Linked DNA regions of Sus scrofa: region 1 is linked to region 2. The links are chromatin contacts, called in public HiChIP or PLAC-seq maps. All regions are on one chromosome and are shown on one strand. The core of a region is the stretch at or near the end of the contact, and the rest is flanking DNA. Distances in the headings are between cores, read along the strand shown. Region 1 overlaps LOC106510188 (a long non-coding RNA gene). Region 2 overlaps ATP1A1 (ATPase Na+/K+ transporting subunit alpha 1).

What was found. HiChIP or PLAC-seq counts read pairs in DNA pulled down with a chosen protein or histone mark.
Region 1: an H3K27ac HiChIP or PLAC-seq map of alveolar macrophages shows a contact between it and region 2. The contact joins two enhancer-like sites. A contact is called at or near these places in 2 of 5 promoter capture datasets (fetal skeletal muscle and liver) and 1 of 2 datasets of contacts at active chromatin or transcription factors (alveolar macrophages).

What each region holds. Positions count from the first base shown.
Region 1 is chr4:104,537,290-104,541,562 of Sscrofa11.1, reverse strand. It overlaps LOC106510188 (a long non-coding RNA gene), which reads left to right. Exons shown (of 4, transcript XR_002343484.1): 4 at 1,517-2,172. Among named protein-coding and RNA genes, the nearest start is that of MAB21L3, 87 kb to the left of the region's middle. Within about 2 kb of position 2,827, at least 9 of the 83 cell types and tissues checked have an H3K27ac peak or open chromatin away from gene starts, as enhancers often do. A contact at or near this core is called in alveolar macrophages, where this site is marked.
Region 2 is chr4:104,377,907-104,382,719 of Sscrofa11.1, reverse strand. The region is part of intron 1 of ATP1A1 (ATPase Na+/K+ transporting subunit alpha 1); the gene reads left to right. Among named protein-coding and RNA genes, the nearest start is that of ATP1A1, 4.0 kb to the left of the region's middle. Within about 2 kb of position 3,064, at least 31 of the 83 cell types and tissues checked have an H3K27ac peak or open chromatin away from gene starts, as enhancers often do. A contact at or near this core is called in alveolar macrophages, where this site is marked.

The DNA of each region.
Region 1 (4,273 bases), core at 1,578-4,077, 160 kb before region 2:
CATTCCTTGGCCTGCTGTCTTCTGGCCTCTCCCCACTCCCACCTGGTCAGCAATAAGGACGAAGATGCCAAGTATAATGGCTTCTGTTCAGTCCTTATCTTGGAATCTTGACCTCTGCATCATTCAACACTGTCCCACACTTCCACTTTCTTCAGAAGTCACTCTTCCTTTGTTTTCTGCTAAACCTGTCTCTTCCTGCCTCTTTGCTTGCTCTCCTTGGGGGCCTCACTTCCCTCTGCCCTGGGTGTTCTTTGGAGCAGCACCCTCAGTTCACTCCTCTGTTCATGTTTGGACTCTCCCTTGGCAAACTTCTGTCTCCACCTGCTGATGTCTCTGAGACCCAGGATCTCCAGACCACACTCCTCTCCAGGACCAGAACCTCCATGTACACCACCTGATGGGCATCTCAATTTGACGGCCTCATACAAAAAGCAAGTTCAGCATATCAAAAACTTACCTCGTCCATCACATTAATTCTTCCCTTAGCACCCAGTTATGATTCAATGCATGGTGCCTCCATTCACTCAAAGAAACCAAGAGGTCCTCCCCAAGTTCCCCCTCTTTTCTCCCTCTCCCATCCTCTGAGCTTGGTTCTGAGCATCTTCTGTGTGCTGCCTTTGGAACAAACTCAGGCCTTGGCTTTGGTCCCCAGTCATTGCTCTCCTTCAGGTCACCTTACTCCCATCCTTGTTTCTAGCCTCCTTCTTCCCTACGTCATCACATGATGATCTTCCCACAGTTGCAATCCGATCATACCCCTTTCCAGCTTCCTCTCCAAAACTGGCGCCCTGCTCTTGAGCCAGGACCACCACCTCAATGTCTCTTTGTCTGGTCTTTCCAGACTCACCTCCTGCCCCTTTGTCTCAGGTGAGCTGAGCTCCACCCAACAGGGAATATGAGCACTTCTTCAACTGTTCCACCCTCTCTTGTCTGTGTGAATCCTTCTTCCCCTTCTCATCCCCTCTAGGGAACTCCTGGCCGTCCTTGGAATCCTCACTCCTGCAGGTAGAGATGGTTGGACCCTCCCCCGTTCTTCCTGATCCCCTAATACCTGCAATATGGAAGTCCTTTGCCAGTTTTCCCCACTAGCTATCCTCTCAGAAGACAGATATTTTTATGTCTTATTCATCTTTGTATCCTAAGCACACGGCTCCAAATATTTGTTGCGTGAATGAGTAAACGTTCCATAGGTATATAGACTTTTTTGGCCTCAAAGATGCATAGCTCAGCAACTGCCTTTCTAGCATCGTCGTTGTTTCTATTTCTGAATCTAATTGCTATTGCACAAAACCGTTCAGGGCAGAAACTGCAGGAAGCAGGATGGTCCAACAACTCTTTCCCAATGCAAATGCTCTATGCTCTTATGAAATTGCTGCAGTCCTAAAAGGGTGTAGGCCTTTGGAATTTTAGACAAAAAAAAAAAAAAGAAGCAACAGTCAGGTATACCGCCTGGAAGATTCTTACCCCTCTGTTGAAAGGCCCCTTTCTCCAGGATTTCTACTTTCTCTCTTTCCAGATTCAGATGAAAGACATCGAAAAATCACAAATCTAAAAGATCCAGGACAATCTCATGGGCATGGGAATTGCCACACGGGCCAGAACCCAAGGCCCAAGGGGACAGAGTTCTCCTCTGAGTCCTGCCCGATGCTGGATGTCCTTCCTGGTGGCAAGATCACAGGGTCAGGGGACACCCCACACGGAGATCAGCCAACCATGAATATGCCTCAGACTTCATTTGACGCACTTTCTATGCTTACACCCAGCTCCCTCTTGGGTAATGAATTCTGTGACCTTATTACTTGCTGGAAATAAAATAGATTCCTCTCATGTAACGTAAAAGTCCTCTTGCTCCAGTGTCACCGATCCCTTCTTAAACCTGTGCTGCTGGGCTGCAATGAACAAGGACTTGCTTCCGAGCCCCATGTGTCCCGTGGAAATTTCTGGCTCTCTCAGCAGCCCCCCTCAGCCTTCCACATTCCAGACTAAAGTAAATGTGTAGTGGCTAGAAGGAAGCCCTAAATATAATATTTAGTGAGCCATGATTATGGACCTGAATGTTAAGAGCTGCCTTTAAAACAGGATTCATCATCCTGTCACAGAGTTCCTGCTGTGGCGCAGTGGGATCAGCAGCATCCTGAAGGTTCGATCCCTGGCCCTGGCACACTGGGTTAAGGATCCATTGTTGCTGCAGCTGTGGCGTGGGCCACAGCTGCAGCTAGGATCTGATCCCTGGCCTGGAAACTCCATACGCTATGGAGGATGGGGACAGGGAGCAAAAAGGAAAAAGAAATTCTTGCTATGCATGTGAGATGTGAGAATTAACAATAAATCATTGCCAAACCGAACTGAGGAGTTCCTGTGTGGCACAGTGGAAACAAATCTGACCAGCATCCATGATGACGTGGATTCGATTCCCTGGCCTCACTCAGTGGGTTAAGGGATCTGGCGTTGCCTTGAGTGGTGGTGTAGGTCACAGATGCAGCTCGGCTCCCACGTTGCTGTGGCTGTGGTGTAAGCCAGCAGCTGCAGCTCTGATTCAACCCCTGGCCTGGGAACTTCCGTATGCCGTGCCTGTGGGCCTAAAAAGCAAAACCAAAAACAAACAAACAGAGTTGAGACCAAACAAACTAGGGGGATTACTTCCTCCTTGGTGCAGGGCAAGGGTCATTGTCCCCAGACCTTCCCCCTGTTATTTCTGTTTCCAAGCAAGAAGCAGTCCTTGAGTGTGTAGGCAGCCGGCCTTTGTGAGACGGCCAGGCACTGCTGAAACTTGCCTAGGACACGCCCTTGCTCAGGGACGACTGCCCTCCTATTGGGAGGAGGAAGGAGAGAAGGAAGAGCTAAGAGGGAAAAAGGAAACCTCCTAAAAGCCCAGCTCCTATTTCACTGGCTCTGTTCTGGGTGATTTGCATAGGTCGTGCCCTTTAGCTGTCACCATCATCTTGTGACGGGGACTGGGATCCCTGTTATACAGTTGAGGAAAGGAAGGCTGGAGGAGGCTGGGGCACATGGCCAGGATGCCAGAAGCAGTGGGTCTGGACTTCAAAGCCAGGCCTGTCGGAACCCAAAGCCCATTGCATTGATGGCACTGCCCTAGCCCCCCCCCCACCTAGAGGACTGGGCGACCCAGTGTGACCCTCCTGCCCCCATAGAAGCGTGGCTTCTGCCCATGTTCAGGGCAGCAACCCAGCTCCCCTTCTGCCTTTTCCATCCTCCGCAGACTCTTACGGCCAGAGCCCGCCCAGGCCCCAGGTGCTCCGTGAGCTGGCCGGGTGCCCCCTGTCTTCATCCTCCCTTATCTCTTTACAGGAGGCACAGGAACAAGGTGGCAGCAGTGACTCACTGCTAGAAGAATGAAATCTTGAGTGGGGGCAGCCTGAGTGGCGTGGCTGGATTCTCTAACAGTGGAAGAATGTCCCTGAGCTTTCCAAGAGGGTGACCATTCCCTGCTCTAAAACAAAGGCAGAGAAAGACATCAGCCAGGGGTAGGAGTGGAGGCGGACAACAGGAGTGCAGACCACAGCACTTTCCAGGGGGAAAAAAGGAGGAATAAAGGGGCCTCTGCTTATAATGTGGGGTATTTATAATGGCAAACAAATCCCAATTGTTTTGTTTGCTTGTTTGTTTTCCTTTTAGGACTGCACCCATGACCCTACAGCCACCAGCCTATGCCATAGCCACAGCAACTCGGGAGCTGAGCCCCATCTGTGACCTACACCACAGCTCACGGCAACGCCGGATTCCCAACCCACTCATCGAGGCCAGGGATCGAACCCATGTCCTCAAGGATACTAGTCAGGTTCATTTCCACTGCACCACAACAGGAACGCCCCCAACTGTTTTCTATTTAGCAGATCAAGATGGCCTTCATGTAGGAAAAGGTCTCCCTACATCATGGGCCAGGCATGCCGAGGCCCCCGAGTCTCAGTGGTTTCACCTGGGATGTGTGTGAGGCAGCCTGGCCAAACACAGGCTTTGCAAGTCTGCTGTGCCCTGACCCCAGGCGGCTTCACATCTCTCTTAAGTAACAGACGAGATCGGTTTCCTCCCCCACTTACCCTAGGCTCACCCAGGACCATCGGACCAGGGGGCTCCTCAGACAGACTGCAGTCCAGACAGCTCTGCCAGTCTGTGTTCCTTTCCCCGGCCTGAGGGGCACCCACCCTGCCCCTCCATGTGATGGGGCAGAAGCACAGCCAGATTCCATGGTGGGGGAAGGAGCCAGTGGGGGGCGGGGCTAGGCCAGAAGATGCGACCTGGGACTGTGATTGGA
Region 2 (4,813 bases), core at 1,815-4,314:
CTTGAACCACTCCATCAAATCCTAGGGCATTCCAGTAAACGAGCTCCTTAAAGCTCATTTCTGTATCTCTATCCCCTCAAAAAAAAAAAAAAACCCAGAAAAAAATCATGTTTTCTGAGCCACCTTACTGGTTTGGGGGAGCTGGAGAAATGGTAGATATGTCACCAAGGCCTAGGAAGGTGAAGTGCTTTGCTCAAGGTCAAATGGTTGGTTAGTGACACACCAGTCCCTGATTCCTCCCCGGCCTAAATACTCATTCCCTCCTTAACGTTGCCTTATACATGCAGAATTCTAAAGTTATTTTTCAGATGAAACTGGGGTGTTCGTGATGCTGAATTAATGGACCAGATGTTTGAGTAACTGGATTATATCCATAGACCTATATTTCCTTTTCATAACGGCGCACAGGCCCGGGAGTGGGAAAGAGAGCAACATGCCTGGGTTGTGGAGGTTTAAGCAGTTTCATCTTACGGATCCTCATCAAATGGCTAGTGGCTAGCAAACACAAAATTGAATTGTAATTGGTGAACGCAGGCTGATGTGCTGCTTAGCTGCTGGGTGGTTCGTATTTGGGGAACTCTCACAGATTGAGCATTAGGGGGTGGCTGTGTGTGTGTGTGTCTTTGTGTGTGGTGGTGGTGGTGGTGGTGGTGGTGATTCTCCTGGGATAAAGTTAACCTTTTTGTCCCCAATGACTTACCGTGATAGTCCAAATGTTCAGGATATTTTATGCTGAAATGTTGGGATTTTTCCACATGGGGATTAAAATGTGGGTGGAGTGGTGACTAAAGCCCTGCTGATAATTGGTTAACCAGGAAGCCTGTGCTGGCAGCTAATTTTTAAGGTCATTGTTAATTTCTTCCCCTCCTCTTCCCACTGCTGTTGGGGGCCTAGGTTTTGAGGAGATTGCAGGTGATTTTATATCTCCTTCCAAAGCCACTGCCCAAGCTTTTGGTAAGAAAACGAAAGAACAGCTCCTGCTGAATCATTCCTGGGTGAAGGAGGATTGGGTCCTTTTTTTCGTGCGGGGTGTCTTGCCAGTGCCTTGGCTTAAATCCGCAGCCAGGCCTACCACCCACAACCCGTTAGCTCACCAAAGGTACCCAAGAAACTTGCCTTTTTGCTCAAGTGTACAAAGGGGTGGGGGTTTCACTGCGATTCTCCATTGTGTGAATATTAACTTAGTTACCTAGAAATCACAGCTTATGGGGAGAGATTTGAAGAGGAGCCTGGGGGGAAAAAGGTTCGGGTGAAGGTTGCACAAGGGATACCCATGTCAGCAGAAATCCTGGTTGTATGGTAACATTATCAGCTGCCCTTTTGGAGCTCAACTTGAAAGTGTGGCTAAATCTCCTCTGGCTGCTATAAAGCCAGTACTTTAGACTGAAAACATTGTAAGGCAGAGTCCTCACAGTGGAAGGTTGCCCAGGCCAGGGCCCCCAGCTAGTGGAGCGGCTATGGGAGGAGCTGGTGACTAGCCCTGGGGATAGAGAAAGAAGGTCGAGGTTGCATCACACCCTCGGCCTGTTAAATGTTGAGATGTGAATGTTTGTTCCTCTCGCTGCCGCCCCCCCACCCCACCTTTGCTGTACCCTGTTCTGAGGGTGTATTCTTTTAGGGTAACTTTCTGTTTGTTAATTTGTAGTGTTCTCTGCCAGTAAGTTTGTAACACTCTGGTGACTCACCTTTGGGTAGGAGGGTGGGGAAGGGGAGGCTCGCATCCCCAGTCAGAGAGATGGAGAGGAGGCTAAATCTGACAGCCCCACCCCTTCCCCACCAAAAAAATAAAAGGCCAGGTTTAAAAAAACAAAACAAAACCACACAGTTAAATGTTTATTCGGGTAAGGGCTAAAACTTGAAATATCCAGACCCCTGGAAGTGTTAATTCCTCCATTGCATTTTAAACTAAAAGAGTGAAGGCAACATTTCAAAGTACGATAAACTTGGTACCCATCCATTCTCCATCCCAGAACCCTTCTAAAGCATTGTTTTCTGATTATTTTAGCAACAGATTAACAGGTAAGTGACTCTGTGCTTTCAGGCTGTGTTCTTTTACACTGTATATCCACACTTAAGAATGAAAGAGGCTTTAGGGAATATAGTTTTCGAAGGATTTTGTATGGAAAAGTAAGCTAAGTGCGTTTCTTTAAAACAAAAATGTTGAGGGTTTGGTTTGGTTTGGTTTGGTTGCTTTTTTAAGCCCTGAAGCATCGGTTTCTCACCTGGCCCTTGGGTAGACTAATCACCAGAGTGGAGTCACCTTTGCTTTGTTTAGAGCGAGTGCAGGGCAGGTGTGAGTGGCTGGCAGCTCTTTGGGCCTTAGAAAGTATTTGGCACCAAGAGAAGAGCAAATCTTTATTAAACTGTGGGTTTGCTGTTCCTCAGTTCGTCTGAACGTAAGCCTTTTCAAAACTAGAAAACAGTCTTTCTTTCACCTGGAAAACATCCTGAGGATTGAAAAGAATGGGAAATGCTATGAATTACCCTCCAAGGGGAAGTTGCCTGGAAGTGTCACTGGACATGTCAGAGGTGCAATTGAATAGCGCCTTCGGTTTTGATCTACTTTCGCTTTTCAAATAAAAGACTTGACATTTTTAGAGTCTTTGTCAAAGTCTTGTGAAATACAACGGGAGGGGGGGAGGGTGTGCTTGGGCTTTCAGCCCTCGGTGATGGGCTGTGGTGCCTTCTAGCTGCCCAGGGCGCTCTGCCAGCCAGCAGGCCAGAAGAAGAAACACGAGTGTCAGATCAGATGGGCTCACAGTAATCAGAGTGGCTGCTTTGGGACAGCAAAACACTGGGCAGAATGTTTCCCCATCCGTGCCAGAGCTGTCCAGTTCTGGGTTCCGCTGAAATTGCATGTCCAGTAAGTGCTAATGTGAAGAACGGAGAATTGTAAAATCCACTCTCCCCCCCCCCCAACTCCCCTTCGGTTTTTATATTTTGGGAAAAGGAGACAGAACCGAGGCAGATTTGAACTTTCTCGCATTGCTCTGGATTGAGTGTGTGTGAGAGGAAGTGTGTTCTTTGGCTGGTGTCAGAGAGAGACTGTTCTTTGCATATGAGTCACCTCCTTCGTTGTGCTTAAATCTGTCGTCAGGAATCCACAAGGAGTTCTTCACATTTGTTTGACTGACGTTTGGGGCGGCAGATTTCTACCGTGAGAACAGAAGCACCCCAGACCCACCCTGCAGCTTTTCTGTCTGCTTTCCTTTGGGTCCTGAGCCAAGGGAATTTTGGCCAGTAGACCCTATTGCTTCGTTCCTTTGTGACTGACTCGACAGTGAATTATATCTGAACATTAATTTATCTCTGTATCTGGTTTTATTCAAACCCTGTTGAGTAACAGCTCTTAGATACTTGCTGTTGGTGATCTGAGGCATTGATCCCTGATGGCTCGGGCTTTTGTTTGGGGGGCCTGTATGGTTTGAGGGCTTGATCATCAGTGTGTTAAAGTTTGGGGATCAGTGGGACCTGATCTTTCCAGCTTGTCATCATGGGGAGGGCGAGGCCTCCTGTGTTTTCCTTCTGTCCTCCAGGTGATGCTTCCATGGTGCCGTATTTGTTTCATGGTTTCTCTGGGGCCTGTCATGGCCTTTATCCTCCTTCAGCCCTGCAGCTGTTTTACTTTGCACCCTAGGCCTCAGGGTACCAATTGAGGAGCGACCGAAACTTCTTGGAAATCGATTGGGTCCTGTTTTGAGGCTTGTGCTAGTTATTAATCTGTTGTATCTCAAACCAGCAACTTTGTTGTTCTTGATTCGTGACACCAAAGTGGTCTGGCGAAACCAAAAAAGGGGTGAGGAGGGCAGCAAATGGTGGGTGGACAGGTAAACATTTTAAGTCTTCATAACCCAGGTGGCTAATACAGATGTAGAGAAGCCCGTTGAAAAACAACAGGTTTTTTTTTGGTTTTTGGTTTCTTAAATAAGTGAAAAGACACCTTTTTTAAGAGGTAGTGAGTGTATAAAGTGTATTATTTAGATGTTTAAAAAAGTTTTTTGGGGAGTTCCTGTAGTGGCTCAGTGGTTAACGAATCCGACTAGGAACCATGAGGTTGCAGGTTCCATCCCTGGCCTTGCTCAGTGGGTTAAGGATCCAGCGTTGCCGTGAGCTGTGGTGTAGGTCACAGACGCGGCTCTGGATCCCGTGTTGCTGTGGCCCTGGTGTAGGCCGGCGGCTACAGCTCTGATTCGACCCCTAACCTAGGAACCTCCATATGCCGTGGGAGCGGCCCAAGAAAATGGCAAAAAAAAGACCCCCCAAAAAAAAAAGTTTTTTTGAATGATCATGGATGTGTATTAACAATTGCAGGTAGGGTGGGCTTGCAGTCTGGCTCATGAAGATTCCACATGCAGGGAGGAAGGTTAAGCCTTGTTCCTTTGGGGCTGAGGGAGCCCCCCTGGCCAGAGCTGGAGCTGTTTTCTTTGCCCCTGCTGGCTGATGGGCTGCAACCCAAGTTTGGACATACTGAGAGGACCCACGGAGACCCACTGCTTTGGCCTCTCGGCAGGCTTGAGTGAGAAGGAACGTGACGGCGTGGCGGTCCCTGGGGTCACCTCCTGTTCCGTCTGCTGCTCTGGGCTGTTGAGCAGTGGCGGTGACCATCCTCCCGCAACCCCACCACTTGAAATCCCTTGTATGTAAACTAAACTACTTAGTCATTTAGGAGTGACTGGGGGTAACTGGACTTGGGCTAGTCTTATATCTTCTTTGAGTTTCAACTGACCTGTGAAATAAAAGATGCCCAGATGCCCCAAATGAAGTGTTTGTTGGTTAGGGGTTTAAGAGCCTTCATTGTAAGGAATGGCAGTGA